Linked DNA regions of Rattus norvegicus: regions 1 and 3 are each linked to region 2. The links are chromatin contacts, called in public Hi-C maps. All regions are on one chromosome and are shown on one strand. Each heading gives the region's core, a stretch centred on a gene start, on an enhancer-like site or on the middle of the called end of the contact. The rest is flanking DNA. Distances are from core to core; before and after follow the strand shown.

Region 1 (4,392 bases), core at 51-2,550, 180 kb before region 2:
TGCTGGGATTTGAACTCAGGACCTCTGGAAGAGCAGTCAGTGCTCTTAACCACTGAGCCATCTCTCCAGCCCCTTATTCTGACTTTTTTTTTTTTCCTTTTTTTTTTTTTCAGAGCTGGGGACCGAACCCAGGGCCTTGCACTTGCTAGGCAAGCGCTCTACCACTGAGCTAAATCCCCAACCCCTATTCTGACTTTTAAAAAGATTCATTTTAACTATGTATATGGGGGAGGGAGACTCCGTGAAGATCAAAAGAGGGTACTGGAACCCCTGGATTGGGGAGTTACAAACTTTTGTGGTCTTCATGGCAGAGCCATCTCCCCATATCCAACTGTTGTGACTTTTAAATTTATTTTATTTGCGTTCTGCTGAGGATGGGACTCAGGCCTTTGTGTATGCAAGGCAAGTGTCTCTGCCCTGGCCACAATCCTAGCCTACTCTGTTTATTATAAAAGACATCACAATGTACAGTTGAGCAAAATTAGGGGCTGTGAGCTTCATTTGCCCTCCACCTCCAGCTCCCTGCAACTCAAAGCCCTTCAAATCTTGTTTGAGAGTATAATAGACCTTAATCTGCAGTAAACGCGTCTCTTCCAGGGAGATGGGTGAGCAGGGTTGAAAGTCACGATTCTTCCCATCACTAAGGAAATCAAAGCAGTAGCAAACTCCATTTCACATCCTGTCAGTGGTGGAGTACCTTAAGATTCACATAGGATTTAGCGGAAGCTGGGAGAGGAATAGGAACTGGCCTACAGAAAGAAATTTAAAGGCAGACACGGATGTAAACTGACCAAGTCATTCGTAAGCCCTCAAATGCTGAGACACGTCCTGGTTTGAGGCTTTTTAAGTGAAGCAGCAGGAGAAAGGCCGGCCCATCTGATAGACTGTTATGGTGGACAGACCGACAAGGTGCTTTTTCACGCAATGTTTCCTGAGGGCCTGTTGCCTGCCAGAACTTGTCCCCGGCGCTGGGAACAGCAATGAAGAAAGTGACCAGGGTTTTTCTGAGTCTCACAAGTTTTACGGAGAAGGAAGCGGAGGATCGATGCATTTCGGGCTCCTGCTTCTAGGGCTGAGGAGCATGTCCGGCTGGCCATTCTTAGAGGTGTCGCAGCACATGTGGAGCCACCCTTACAGAGCCATCGTGCTGCGCGCGCCGCCCCGATCTTGGTGGCGCCTAGCCCGGCTGGACGCCCGCCCCTAGCCCAGCCTACACGTGGGTTCCCGCACGTCCGCTGGGCTTCCACTCTGACGTCAGCACGGAGCTTCCATTTAAGGCCCCGCCCGCGTGCAGCTCTGCGTGCTGGAGCCACTGTCGCCGATCTCGCGCACGCTACTGCTGCTGCTCGCCCGTCGTCCCCCATCGTGCACTAAGCGGTACGGTCGGGACCCATGCTACCCGCACAGGGCGTTCCTACCTGGGGTGGAGGTGCAGGGTGGGTGTTCAGACCTGGGCACGCGTGGGCTACTGTGCTCTGGGGAACGGAGCAGGCGGCCCCACCCAGCCTGGGGCGGCGAGATCGGTGTGAGAAGAAGGGTTAGGGGGATGGCGGGCCTGAAGGTCGGGAGCCACCGAACAGGGACCAGAGAGCCGTGCGAGACGGGAGGACGGGTAACTCGAGCCCATGGGGGCCGAAAGAGCCTCAGCCCGTCCGGGGCGGGTATTAAGAGCCTTCGTGCGGTTTGCATTTTCCCTTGCGTGGGCTCGGTGGAGTGGATGTTTCCTGCAGATTAAAGGGCGCTGTTGACCTAAATGGGGTTTGTTAAGAAGCTCCTGATGTGTCTGGGGATCATGCTAAGCGCGCTGCGTGCGGAGAGGAAGCGGGAAGAGTTGCAGTCCTTCCTCTACACCCTAGACGGAAGGAGGAAACCTGTAGCTGAGAGGCCTGCGACACCCATCGGGTCGTAGGTGGGGAGTAGCCGCACCCTGTCCCAATAGAGCACGAAAATGAGGTTTGCGTGAGGCAGATTATCTGCGGGAAGACCCCCCCGCCCTGCCCCCCAGCCTGCAGAAACCTCTCAAGGCTGTCTAGAAATAGCAGCGGTTGTAAGGAGACCGGATTCCTGCCTGATGGCCCTAGGCTGCTTGCCCAGAGATCTTGCCGAGTCCTTTTGCACTTTGGAACGATTTCAAAAATAGACGTGGTGCTTGCTGGGAAAGGTGGCCCTCGTGGTACTGCGGGGGAGGCTCTGGGTCTCAGACCCTCCACAATTGTATCCGCATTTTGGAACTGAAGAAATTTCCCTTAGCGGCCACATCCTGGCCAACGAGGCCTCACCGTGTGAAGGTCCTGGTTTCTGGTATGGGCATTTGAGATCTCACCCTGGCGCCAGGCTGAGGTGGCTGCCAGCCACTTCACTGCTTGTGCTTTGGGCTCTAGTAGGGGCCCAACTCTGACCGCGAACTTACTGCAAGAGGTCTCATCCATGGCTAGCAGCCACTAGACTTACGTATGACACCTTGTTCTGAAGTTGCGCACGCGCACCGGCTTGCCCCCTGCCTGCCAGTCTTACAGATCTGGCTTGATCATACAACTTGGGTTCTTGCGGGGGTGGGGGTTAGGAAGCAAGTTTGCGCGTGCGCAGGCCTAAGCACGTTGCTATGCCTTAGGGTCGCACCTTGTAGCCGTTATTGGCGCCCTCTGCTCTTGATTTTTGGTATTTCCGGAAGCAACTTGGGGCCTACTTGCTGTAGGACTCTGGGTGATGGGAGAAGAGCGGGAGGGCAGTTCTTTAACCGTGTAAGAGGAGGGACCATCCCTTTTGGGGTTCATCAAGATGAGTAAGAACTCAGGCGGCTACACATATACGGAGACCTCAGTATTATTTTTCCATTTCAAGGTGAGGACCTTCACGCTGAGAGCCAGACCACACCCTGGCGTTGAGCGTTGCACTCTGTGACTATTCTTGGTTTTTTCCATTTCTGTTTTTTGTCATGTTGTCACTTAATGGAAAGTAGTCCAAAGGTAGCAAAGTCAACGTTTTTTAAAGTCAGAAACTTGGTGAGTACATCTTGGGACAGGCTACAATGATACACGTTGTTTTCCCCTTAGGTCCCAAAAGATTCAAAGTCCAAGATGGCAGCCCTCAAGGACCAGCTGATTGTGAATCTTCTTAAGGAAGAACAGGTCCCCCAGAACAAGATTACAGTTGTTGGGGTTGGTGCTGTTGGCATGGCTTGTGCCATCAGTATCTTAATGAAGGTAAGTGGGGTCCTTTATGTCACAAGCCTGTGGATGGGGGTCCTCCCTACATTGTCACATTGTATATAAAACTATTAAGGTTTGCACATACTCATTCAGAGTCAACTGTGAAACATTTTGCAACATAGTGATACACAAGAAAGGGATTATGAAAGTAACAGTATCAAAGGTGATCTCACTGAGGCCTGTTTAAAACACTCTGCCTTGTGTTAAGGTGCCGTACCACCAGAAGAGCCCTTTTATTATGCATTTTATGTACCTTTTATTATACCTTTTCAGTTAAGTGAATCCAGTGCCTCCAACATGCTAGATAACCATTGACCTACGTGCCCAAATCTAAAGAGACATTTGAATTGGAATTTATATGTGCATGTGATTAAAATTAAAATCCTACTGAATAGGTTATCTTGAACTTCTGTCTGACCCCCATTGTTTCCTGGTGTATGCAGTTTTCCATTGGAAAAAAGAATTGTGTGTGAGCAGACAGTCACATAAGAGGGTAACTTTTGGCTAGTTCTCTCCTACCTTATGGGTTCTGGAGGTCAAATTCAGCTCAGCAGACTGTTTTCACCCATCCATCTCCCACCTACGTTTCTTATCAATCACAGAGCTAAAATTTAATTAGTCATAACTTTATAATTGAGTTAGAAAACACTTTGAGACAGGGTAAATAAACGTTCTTGGTTCGTATGTAGTCCAAACTATCCTTGAACTTGGAACAGTCTTCCTGGGTTTGGTTTATATGTCTCCAACATAACACCTAGCTTTGCAGAATACTATTATTCTTCAGGTACTGACTAAAATCTGCCTGAGGCAACATTTCTTTCTTTCTTTCTTTTTTTTTTTTTGGAGCTGGGGACCGAACCCAGGGCCTTGCGCTTGCTAGGCAAGCACTCTACCACTGAGCTAAATCCCCAACCCCTCTTTTTTTTTGTTAAAGGTATGCTTAACTTTATTATTCCCATTTTATATGAGTACACTGTTGCTGTCCTCAGACATACCAGAAGAGGGCATCAGATCCCATTACAGATGGTTGTGAGCCACCATGTGGTTGCTGGGATTTGAACTCAGGACCTCAGGAAGAGCAGTCAGTGCTCCTAACCACTGAGCCATCTCTCCAGCCCTGAGGCAACATTTCAAAGTATATATTTTTTTGAAGACAAAGTCTCTTGTCTTTTTAAGTAGTAGT
Region 2 (4,699 bases), core at 1,942-4,441:
CACTCTAAGGTGCTCAGTGGCTAAGAACACCTGATCCTCTGCTGAAAGACCAAGGTTCAGTTCCCAACACTCACCGAGAGGCTCACGACTTTCTGTAATGCCAGTTCTAAGGGATCTGATGCCCTCTTCCGGACTCTGGGGCACTGCATGCACGTGTCGGACAGACATACACTCAGGCAAAACACCCATATGCATAAAATAAAGTTTAAAATTGTTTTAAAGAGGAACAAAAGGGATCTTCAAGCTGTACAAGATCCAAGCAGGATAAAATTGACATTCTGAACACTATGTATGGGAGAGGGGCTCATGGGACCTGTGATCGTTTGAATCGCAATGCCTCTGCTGGCTCACACGTTTGCCTGTTTGGTCCCTAGTTGGAAGTGTCTGGGAAGACTCAGAAGGTATGGCCTTGGGGGAGGTGTATCACTGGTGTTAGGCTTCGGGATTCATTCGTAAGGTGACTTTATGCCTGGTGTCATATTGGTCATGACATCTAACCCTCTAAGCCTCCAGTAAACTCTTCTATAAGTTGCCTTGGTTATGGTGTCTTATCACAGCAATAGGAAAGCCACTCTTTGAGGTAGGAAATAAAGGTTGCTGAGCTAGTGGGTAATGGTTGCTCAGGGAGGGGGAAGTGACTTCTTTGGAGATGCAGCCTCTGGTAAACTGGCCATGCCTCACCCATGCTCATGCACGTGACTATTTAAACTCAGTGGGTCTCTCTGTGACTCACTCTCTCACCCACCCACCCACACCATGAAAGTAGGAGAAGCCTAGGGACGAAGAGACATAGTTGGAGAGGGGACAGAGGATAATGGAGGGTGACAATAATTACCATGAAACTGACAGAATAAAAAAATTAAAAATATCTCCAAACTACACAAATTTTACACAAACAAATGAATTTTGTCATTAGACCTAATTTCTATCCTCATACTTCATTATATTTATACATATATGTACACAAATGTATTTCTATAAAAATTCTGCAGAAAAATTCTGTCATGCAGAATACTTCTAGAGTCAAGTACTCCAGGTAAGGGTATACAACTATAGCTCTGTAGGCAGCCACAGACACCTACATCTGTTGTGACAAGCCAACATGGCTGCACAGGTGTTTTGGATGTTAACCTCTTAGCTTTTAGCCCATCACCAGCCAGGTTGGCTTTCTTCAATATAGGTATGGTCTAAAAACTCTGAAGACTAGAATCTGAGTCAATTCTGATAGGATCGAAGATGATGCTGACAGGGAGAAGACAGCCAAAGGGAGAAAGGACCAAGCACGCAAAGGGATGATGTTGGTTACTGTGTCTGCCTTTTTTCCAGGAGCTTTGGCTTTTAATAGTCTGTCTGTCTGTCTCCCCCTCCCCCCCTTAAATCTGGGTTCTGATTCTTCCACAAGACAATTCTTAGACATATAAAGCTAGTATCTTTTTAAAACAAAACAGAACAAAAACAGACAAATAAACAAAACCAAAATATTTCTCAAGATTCAAGATCTAAGATAAAATCAGACCAAATTATGCAAACATGACTAGTAGACCTAACTAAATGTGACTAGATAATCTACAAATAGATAAATATTGTTGCTCCAGACCTCAAAGGCTTGTGCCCACAGATTCAACCTGCAAGACTTATGAGATGCGGCTTAGAAGAGTCTTATTGAGTGATTATTATCAGGGTGGGACATGACTGACCACATATATTAACATACATGTAATATATATGTACATATATGTGCACACATACACACATTACTTTTACTCATTATTTTAGGTAGATATATTCAAGAGTTAAAAAAATAGGCTGGATTTGACAAGAAGTGACGAGAGGAAAAAGTACAGCAACATACAAAATTATAAATTTTGCAGAATGCAAGTGAGATCTCAAGTTTCATCTGACTGACTCTAAAAGGTTAAGTCCCACACTTCACTGATTAAATCACAGGTATCACAATGCGATATATCGGTTTACAGTTGTTCTGTGGGTACCTTCTGGTGATCCAGAAATGATTAGTTTATGCAAAACAGCTACAACCCCAGAAAGCAGATGTGGCGCCACTTCAGTATTTACCTCTGAGAATATAATCGAACTCACACATCTACTGAGCAAACAGAACCCCAAAATCTGGAAGTCCACTAGGAAATGAAAGCTGAAAACCCGCTCGCATAGAGAATCGATAGATCCAAGGGACATGCGGCAAATAAAAGGTCTACCACACATCCGCAGCCCACATGATCACCTTACAGTTAGTTGGCAATGAATTTCCTGCAAAGCCCTGAACTCTTTCCAATATAAAATACCTCCTTGGCAGGTGATTCATCTTTGGTTCAGTGGGTGGGGCTACGAACCAGAGAACCCTTTCAAGAAATCACTAAACATTCACCTGAAAATCCGTATTCGACACCGCTAAAAAGACCCAAAGGCTATCAGGCGAAGTCCTTAAAGTCCCCGAGTTTCCTGGCTATACTGGTCCTCAATTTAGGGGCTGAAGTTTATTGGAAGTCAGGGGCTACTAATGCTACACAGTACCCTGTCAGGCGCCGCTCATCCCCTACTTTGCGCAACTCTTAAAAACAAAACAAAAAAACCAAAAAAAAAAACAAAAACAAAAACAAAAACAAAAACAAAAAAAACAACCCGCAAGCCGCAAAGCCTACTTTTCAGGGCACATGAGCTGGTGAGACCGACCCCAAGAAAGATCTCCCTTTCCCATCCCCAGCCCTTGTGTACCCAAATCTCCGCGGAAACTCCAGAAGAGGGCGTGCGTAGTTCAGGTCTCCCTGAGGCCGACAGGCGCTCCCCTGGAAGTTCCACCCACCACATACGAACTTGACGCCTGGGTTTCCTACAGAAACCCCGGTGACTCACCGGTACATGGTTGACACCTTGTCCTTTGGAAGCGATCAGGAGGATTTCCCTGAAGTCCATGTCTGGCTGAAGAGAACAGCCCGGCTGAGCCGGGGACTCGGGAAGCGGCGGACGCGAGTCTTGTTGCTCGCTGAGCCTAAGCTCTACTGACTGGCTTGCCTTGGTGGCCCTTCTCCCGCCGCCCCTCAACACCGACACTTCCGGCGCCTTCTAATGCCGTGTACCGCCCCCGCGCTGCAGCCGAATACAATATATGTGTATGTGTGTGTACACACACACAAAACTCAGCGACTCCGCAGCGCTCGCGAGTATTTGCGCAACTTCCGCTTTCGGAGGTAAGACACGTAAAACGGGTACGTGGCCGTTGGCGTTGGCTCAAATGGGTGGGACTGAAGCGTTTTGCAGCCAATCAGACGCAATATGGCAGCTTAGGGGCGTGGATAAGGGTTTTGTGTGTGTGCCGGGGAGAGTGATGAGTTTGAGGATCTTCGCGGCGGGAGAGGATTTCAGTGCAAGTTCCGGTGTGGGGTGGGCACTGTACCCCCTTCCATATCTGGACTCTGTAGGTGTCACGGGTGGATGCTTAGATTCCTAATGGCGGGGTTCCAACAGCTGGTGCGACAGGTCTGGAGCAAGGGATCTCAGTTTGTCTCTCGGGAGCCCCGAAGCTACGCATGCGCAAACAGATCCTGTTCTTCGCCTGGTTCTCCGAAGTCAGTTATCTCACGGAGGCACCCCGCTGCTTTTTTAAAAGCCTAGGGAATGAGCGAAGACTTTAGTCACATGCCAAGCAGAACTTGACTCTGACGCACTGCAGAACATAGAGCATTCATTGGGAGTCTAGCCTGAGTTTCTTTTGAGTTATCTTGAACTTGGTCATTCCAGCTCAATAAAGTACACGTGAATAACTCTATATACCTGGGTCTGGGGGTGGGAATGGGCTACGGATCGTTCTGTGTGATGGAAATACCCCCAAACTGAACTGTTGGGGGGGGGTGGCTGCATTATTTACTTTTTTTTTTTTTTTTGGTACAGTTGAAAGGGGTGAGTGTATTCTGTAGACCTTATTCTGTGAATTGATGTTAGACTGCTGTATTGGAATGGCTCCACTTTAGGCTGGGTAAGAGACCAAGATGAAACTTGCTTTCCCCCTAGAATTTTTTTTTTTCTATTTTCTTTTCAAGACAGGGTTTGTCTGTGTAGCCCTGTTTGTGCTGAAACTTACTCTGTAGACCAGGCTAGCCTCAAACTCGGAGCTCCACCTGCCTCTGTCTCCCAAGTGGTAGGATTAAAGGCATGTGACATCATGGGCTGGCAGTATTGGAATTCTTAATTTTCCTCTTCCTTAGCCTCATATCTTAAGAACTCTCCCTAACCCAACATAATTCAGTTAGGGTTTTCTAGAGTCACAGAACTTAGGGAATGTCTCTATATTGAGGGAATTTATTGTGATGACTTACAGTCTGTAGTCCAACTAACCCAACAATGGTTATGAATGGGAAATTCAAGAATCTAATACTTACTCAGTCCCACGAGACTAGTGGTTTCAGAAGTAGGTTCCAACAGATCTGCTGGCAAGTAGGATCAGGCAAAAAAGAGTGAATCTTCCTTCTTCCAATGTCCTTATATAGGCCTCCAGCAGAAGGTGTGGCCCAGCAGAAGGCGTGGCCTAGATTAAAGGTGTGTGTACCTTCAAGCCTGTATCTGGGACTTGATTTGTCTCAGGCTGACCTTGAACTCAGAGATCTCCTTGCCTCATCTGGGATTAAAGGCTGTACTACCTTGCCCGGGCCTAAGCTTTTCATGGCCACTATGCCTCAAGATCTCC
Region 3 (4,538 bases), core at 1,966-4,465, 230 kb before region 2:
CCTTGCTGGTCTTTGTCAGACTCATAGATGTTCAGGTCATCTTTTATATGGGCAAAAACCATATGCATGCCATCCAATGAGTCTTGGCAGTGCACATAACAAACAAGAAAGCACTTGGTGTTCGGTCCAGCATTTTCCATAAACATGATGCTAGGACCAACAGGCTTCAAGTTGAGATTCCCATCATCCTCATGAGATTTTACTCCACAGATGGACTTGTCACAAGTGTCATGATGGTATATGATGTCATCACTCAAGGCTCAAGTCCTGGTTTAATTCTGTGAAAGCAGGAACCCTCATAATCAAATCACTTCAGTGATCAGAACGCAAGTTTTCTGCTGTCTTTTGAACTTTACCTGGAAACAGCTTGAAAGAAATGGACCCTAAAGGGGTCTTGCCCTCAATGGCAATGAACACAGTGGAGTTGACCACAGAGCTAATGTCAAGCAGCTTCAAAACCTTCTACTCCCTAATTCTAACTTCCCAATCTTCTGCTACCTACCAAGTGAGTGAAGAAGAGGGGGAGGAGAAGCAGCAGCAGGAGCAGCGTCTGGGAGATGACACTGGGTAAAGAGCTTGATGCATAAACATGAGGTCCCGTGTTTATTGCATCTCCAGCACACACAGAGAAGCCAGGCATGGAAGGACATTAAGGGAGACATGTGATGATCTCCTTCTTGGCCTCCACATGCACATGGGCATAGGTGTCCCCACACACATTCACACAAAAATAAAAACAATTAAAGATTCTAAAGCAAACAGATACCATGGAAAAAAATCAGAAGCGTCTGTTTTTATTTTTTCTGTGATTTGTGTTTCTGACACTGTTTTAGAAGCACATTCATTCAGCAGATAACGTACTAAGCTTCGCTCATGTGCTGGGCATTGTTCTAGAGATAACAACGGAAGACAAAGCAAAGTCCTAATCTCAGAGCACACCTTCCAGGGGTAAAGCCCAGAGACATGTGGAGGTTTGTTTTTCTTATTCTTGTGGCGTTAAGAGAATAAAACCCAAGATCTTTATAAACTGAGCCTGTGTTCTACCACGGAATGTGTCCCTGCCCTTCTCTGTGACTTTTTTTATTATATACATATAATACAACTTTATTCTCTGCTAGTAATGTATCCTTAGTATAACTTGACCTCTGTAAGAATTGTATTCTAAAACAAGCCAAAAATAAACAAACTAAAAACCAAAAAACTTAGCATGACTACATTCAAAATATTTAACAACTCCTTATCCAAGAAAACTCCTTATCTCAGTCACTTCCTTTCTTGAGGTAGTTAGTGAAATAATAGTAACAGTCATGAAGCTGTGATAAGTAAAAGAATCCCGGAAATTGGGCTGAAGAGAGCAGTCAGTGGTTAAGAGCACTGACTGCTCTTCCTGAGGTCCTGAGTTCAAATCCCAGCAACCACATGGTGGCTCACAACCATCTATAATGAGATCTGATGCCCTCTTCTGGTGTGTCTGAAGACAGCTACAGTGTACTTATATATAATAAATAAGTAAATTAAAAAAAAAAAAAAAGAATCCCGGAAATCAATTCTAGTCAAAAAGAACATCACCAATACAACACACATATACAAACACACACAAAATTCTCATAAAGGATAACAGTAAGTCAAAGAAAACCACAGGAAAAAAAACCCTAAAAGAAGTACCAGTACTCCCAGGCCATCTTTTATCAGGAGGAAAAGGGGAAAGGGTAGCAGGCAGAGCTCAAACAGCAGAAACAGAAAAGTGCTGAATGTAGTTGGAGAATTAGTCCTCGGAGTTTAGTCCTTGGTTAAATATAAAATGCAAATTTGGGGCAAGGTACAAAGCACTTCTAACTCTAAACCAAGGAACCTAAACTCAAGTTGGTAGGTCACAGAAGGATTCAGTGCGGAAAGTTTGTCCATGTTCTGTAAAGTGCTATGGGCAGATGCTAGGAAACACAGATTTTAAAGTGCAGAGTGATAAATCAGTGAAGGTCAAGCCTTCCAGAAAATCTGTGGGAAGAAGCCTCTCTCTTGACATTCTCAATAGGAAACTTAAAACTGACTTCTAACTAGTAGTAGCTAAAACAAAAAACAAAACAAAAAAACAAAAAAACAAAAAACAAAAAACCCAGCTTCCTTTTCCATACAATGTGATCTCATCTTTACTTCCTTTTTAAGCTTCATCTCCCATCTTACCCTTCTCCTGCTATTCACCTATCCTGAACTCTTCCCTTCCTCTTTCTGTACATACATGTGAACTTCTGTAGCTTTAATTACGAGGTTCATTAAATATTCTTTTTTTTTTTTTGGTTCTTTTTTTCGGAGCTGGGGACCGAACCCAGGGCCTTGTGCTTCCTAGGCAAGCACTCTACCGCTGAGCTAAATCCCCAGCCCTCATTAAATATTCTTAACCCAATAAGCTCTGCTTTTCTAAAAAGCTGAGATTAAACGTTACTTCTGTGTGCTGTCAGGAAAAAAAATTAAAGAACACTAGCCTCTTAGAAGATGGGAAATCAGTGAACATCTACCATCTTTTTATAAGGTTGGTTTTCCCAAGAGTCACAACGCTCCCCACACCCAAAAAGAAGTCTTGAAAGTAGAATACACGAAAGAAAACATAAAGGAAAAGGGGAAAAAAGGCCCAAGAGATGGTTTATTGCTGTGCCTGGTAACACAACTTAGGGCCCAAGAACTCACAAAAAGATGCAAGGAGAGAACCAATTAAAAAAAGCCATGCCACCTCCTCCCCCAATAATAAATGAAAGTAGAATACATGTAAGATCGTCATTTTTTCCACTTCCCGAGATTTTTTTATGATAATTCAAGAGTGGTAGACAGTGATTGCTGCTCACTAAGCCAAAGCAAACCATGGTGTATCGAGTCCCACAAGGTATGTGAAAGGAAAGACTCGAAAGACACAAAGTAACAAAAATTGAAGAAATTTTGCAAAGGGAAATCAATATTTTATTTCCATATTAGAACTCTACCTCATTCATTCATTCATTCATTCATTCATTCATTCATTCATTCATTGTTCCAAGTGCCTACCGTGTTTTAGGCCCTGGAGGTTCTGCTGGAGATGAAGAAAGAGCAGAACAAGTCCCTTACCACAAGAAGCTCCTGTCAATCACAACTAACTTTTAAACCGCCCTAACTGTAAACCGCAGCTGTCGCTCTGGAGAAGTCCAGGAAGCAGATTTTCCAAGCCAGGATCATAGAACCGCAAACTGACTAGTGATCGCTTTCCTTAGCAGGCTCCACAGACTCTCAACATGCCTTGACAGCGGAACCTGAACTTCAGACACACTATCGCTCCTCCCTCCCTTGATGACGTCATCCAGAGGCGCCAGGAATCGGGAAAGCGCTGTTAACGGCACTTCCTTGTCACGTGACGGTCACGCCCCTCCCCCGCGCGTGCTCCCTCCCCCTCCGGCCGCGGTCGCGATTACGCTCCCTGCGGCCTGCAGTCAGAGAACCGACTCGGGCCGAGGACGCATCATCGATCCGGACCGGATGCTCTCTAGGGAGAAAGGCGAGCCAAACTGAATCCCGAAACTCTCCGCCACTCGAGACCGAAGAGGAGAAACAAAACAGGCGGGAACCGGTGGGGGAGGGCGGGAGCTAGCGGAAGGTGTCATGGCGGCCACAGTGGTGGTCACGTGCCCCGGAGGCCCGCCCTGTCATTTCCGGTCACGTGCCCTCAGCGCCCTCGCAGCCAGCGATGGAGGCGAGACCCCCCGGCAACAGAGGCGGTGGCGACGGCTGCGGCCGCAGGGTTTCACCCTCCTCCGTGCAGCGGCTGTGAGAAGCTCGGCGGAGCCAGATCCGACAGGACGCGGTTCACGCACCCCAGGCCGGAGACAGTAGCTCCCACCTGGTAAGTTCAGACCGAAGAATGGGGTTGAGCTGGCAGTGAGGGTCTGACAGGCCCCGGGGGCGCGGGGCAGCGCGGATTGAGCTCTTCGCTGTAGTAGTCTCCACGACCCTTACAAACTGGCTGTGTGGTTTGCCCTTCTTATCCCGAAATGGGAAGGAGGTGCCCTGACCCTTAATCTACTGCCTAAAGGCATTCCGTTCTTCCGCGGGGAGGAACTAGAATCAGACTCACCTGAGAACGAAGGAAGTGAGGTTTCTCCGAGACACCGAGGCCCTTCCCGTTAGGAAGTCTGCCTTGGAGAGTCTTTCGACTCCTGTAAAAGAAGCCCTCTAACCTTGGTGGCCTCGTGCATTTTGCTTGCACCTGTCATCCTGCTCTTCAAACTGTTATTAAAGCTTGAGCCACACACCCAGTTTTAGTTATGACCAGTTTGACAGTCTTGTAATGTAAAGCGGACACAATACATGTAAATATGTGATTACTTTTCTTTCTAAGATCTCCAGTATTCTTAGAAGCTAAATTAATGCGAAATTGACCCTTACATGCCCATTTTACCATCTGTAAAACAAGGGTGGGAGAAAGATGTTAAAACTTATGCCCAGGGCTACAGTGAGATGGCTCAACTGGTAAAGGTACTTGCTGCCAAACCTGAGTTCCATCTCTGGGACCCACGTGG

What was found. Hi-C and Micro-C count contacts between places; a contact is called where the count stands out from the background.
Region 1: a Hi-C map of liver shows a contact between it and region 2, with 3 times the contacts expected there. The contact joins the promoter of Ldha here to the promoter of Spty2d1 in region 2. A contact is called at or near these places in 3 of 12 Hi-C or Micro-C datasets (the A7r5 cell line, liver and mammary epithelial cells).
Region 3: a Hi-C map of mammary epithelial cells shows a contact between it and region 2, with 2.8 times the contacts expected there. The contact joins the promoter of Hps5 here to the promoter of Spty2d1 in region 2.

What each region holds. Positions count from the first base shown.
Region 1 is chr1:106,506,792-106,511,183 of GRCr8, forward strand. Ldha (lactate dehydrogenase A) reads left to right here and starts at 1,301. Exons shown (of 8, transcript NM_017025.2): 1 at 1,301-1,377; 2 at 3,054-3,203. The coding sequence starts at 3,078.
Region 2 is chr1:106,682,680-106,687,378 of GRCr8, forward strand. It overlaps Spty2d1 (SPT2 chromatin protein domain containing 1), which reads right to left and starts at 3,192. Exons shown (of 6, transcript NM_001401713.1): 1 at 2,872-3,192. The coding sequence starts at 2,931. LOC134483110 (a long non-coding RNA gene) reads left to right here and starts at 3,073. Exons shown (of 3, transcript XR_010060047.1): 1 at 3,073-3,206.
Region 3 is chr1:106,454,005-106,458,542 of GRCr8, forward strand. Hps5 (HPS5, biogenesis of lysosomal organelles complex 2 subunit 2) reads right to left here and starts at 3,216. Exons shown (of 23, transcript NM_001135612.1): 1 at 3,034-3,216. It overlaps Gtf2h1 (general transcription factor IIH subunit 1), which reads left to right and starts at 3,688. Exons shown (of 15, transcript NM_001399644.1): 1 at 3,688-3,862.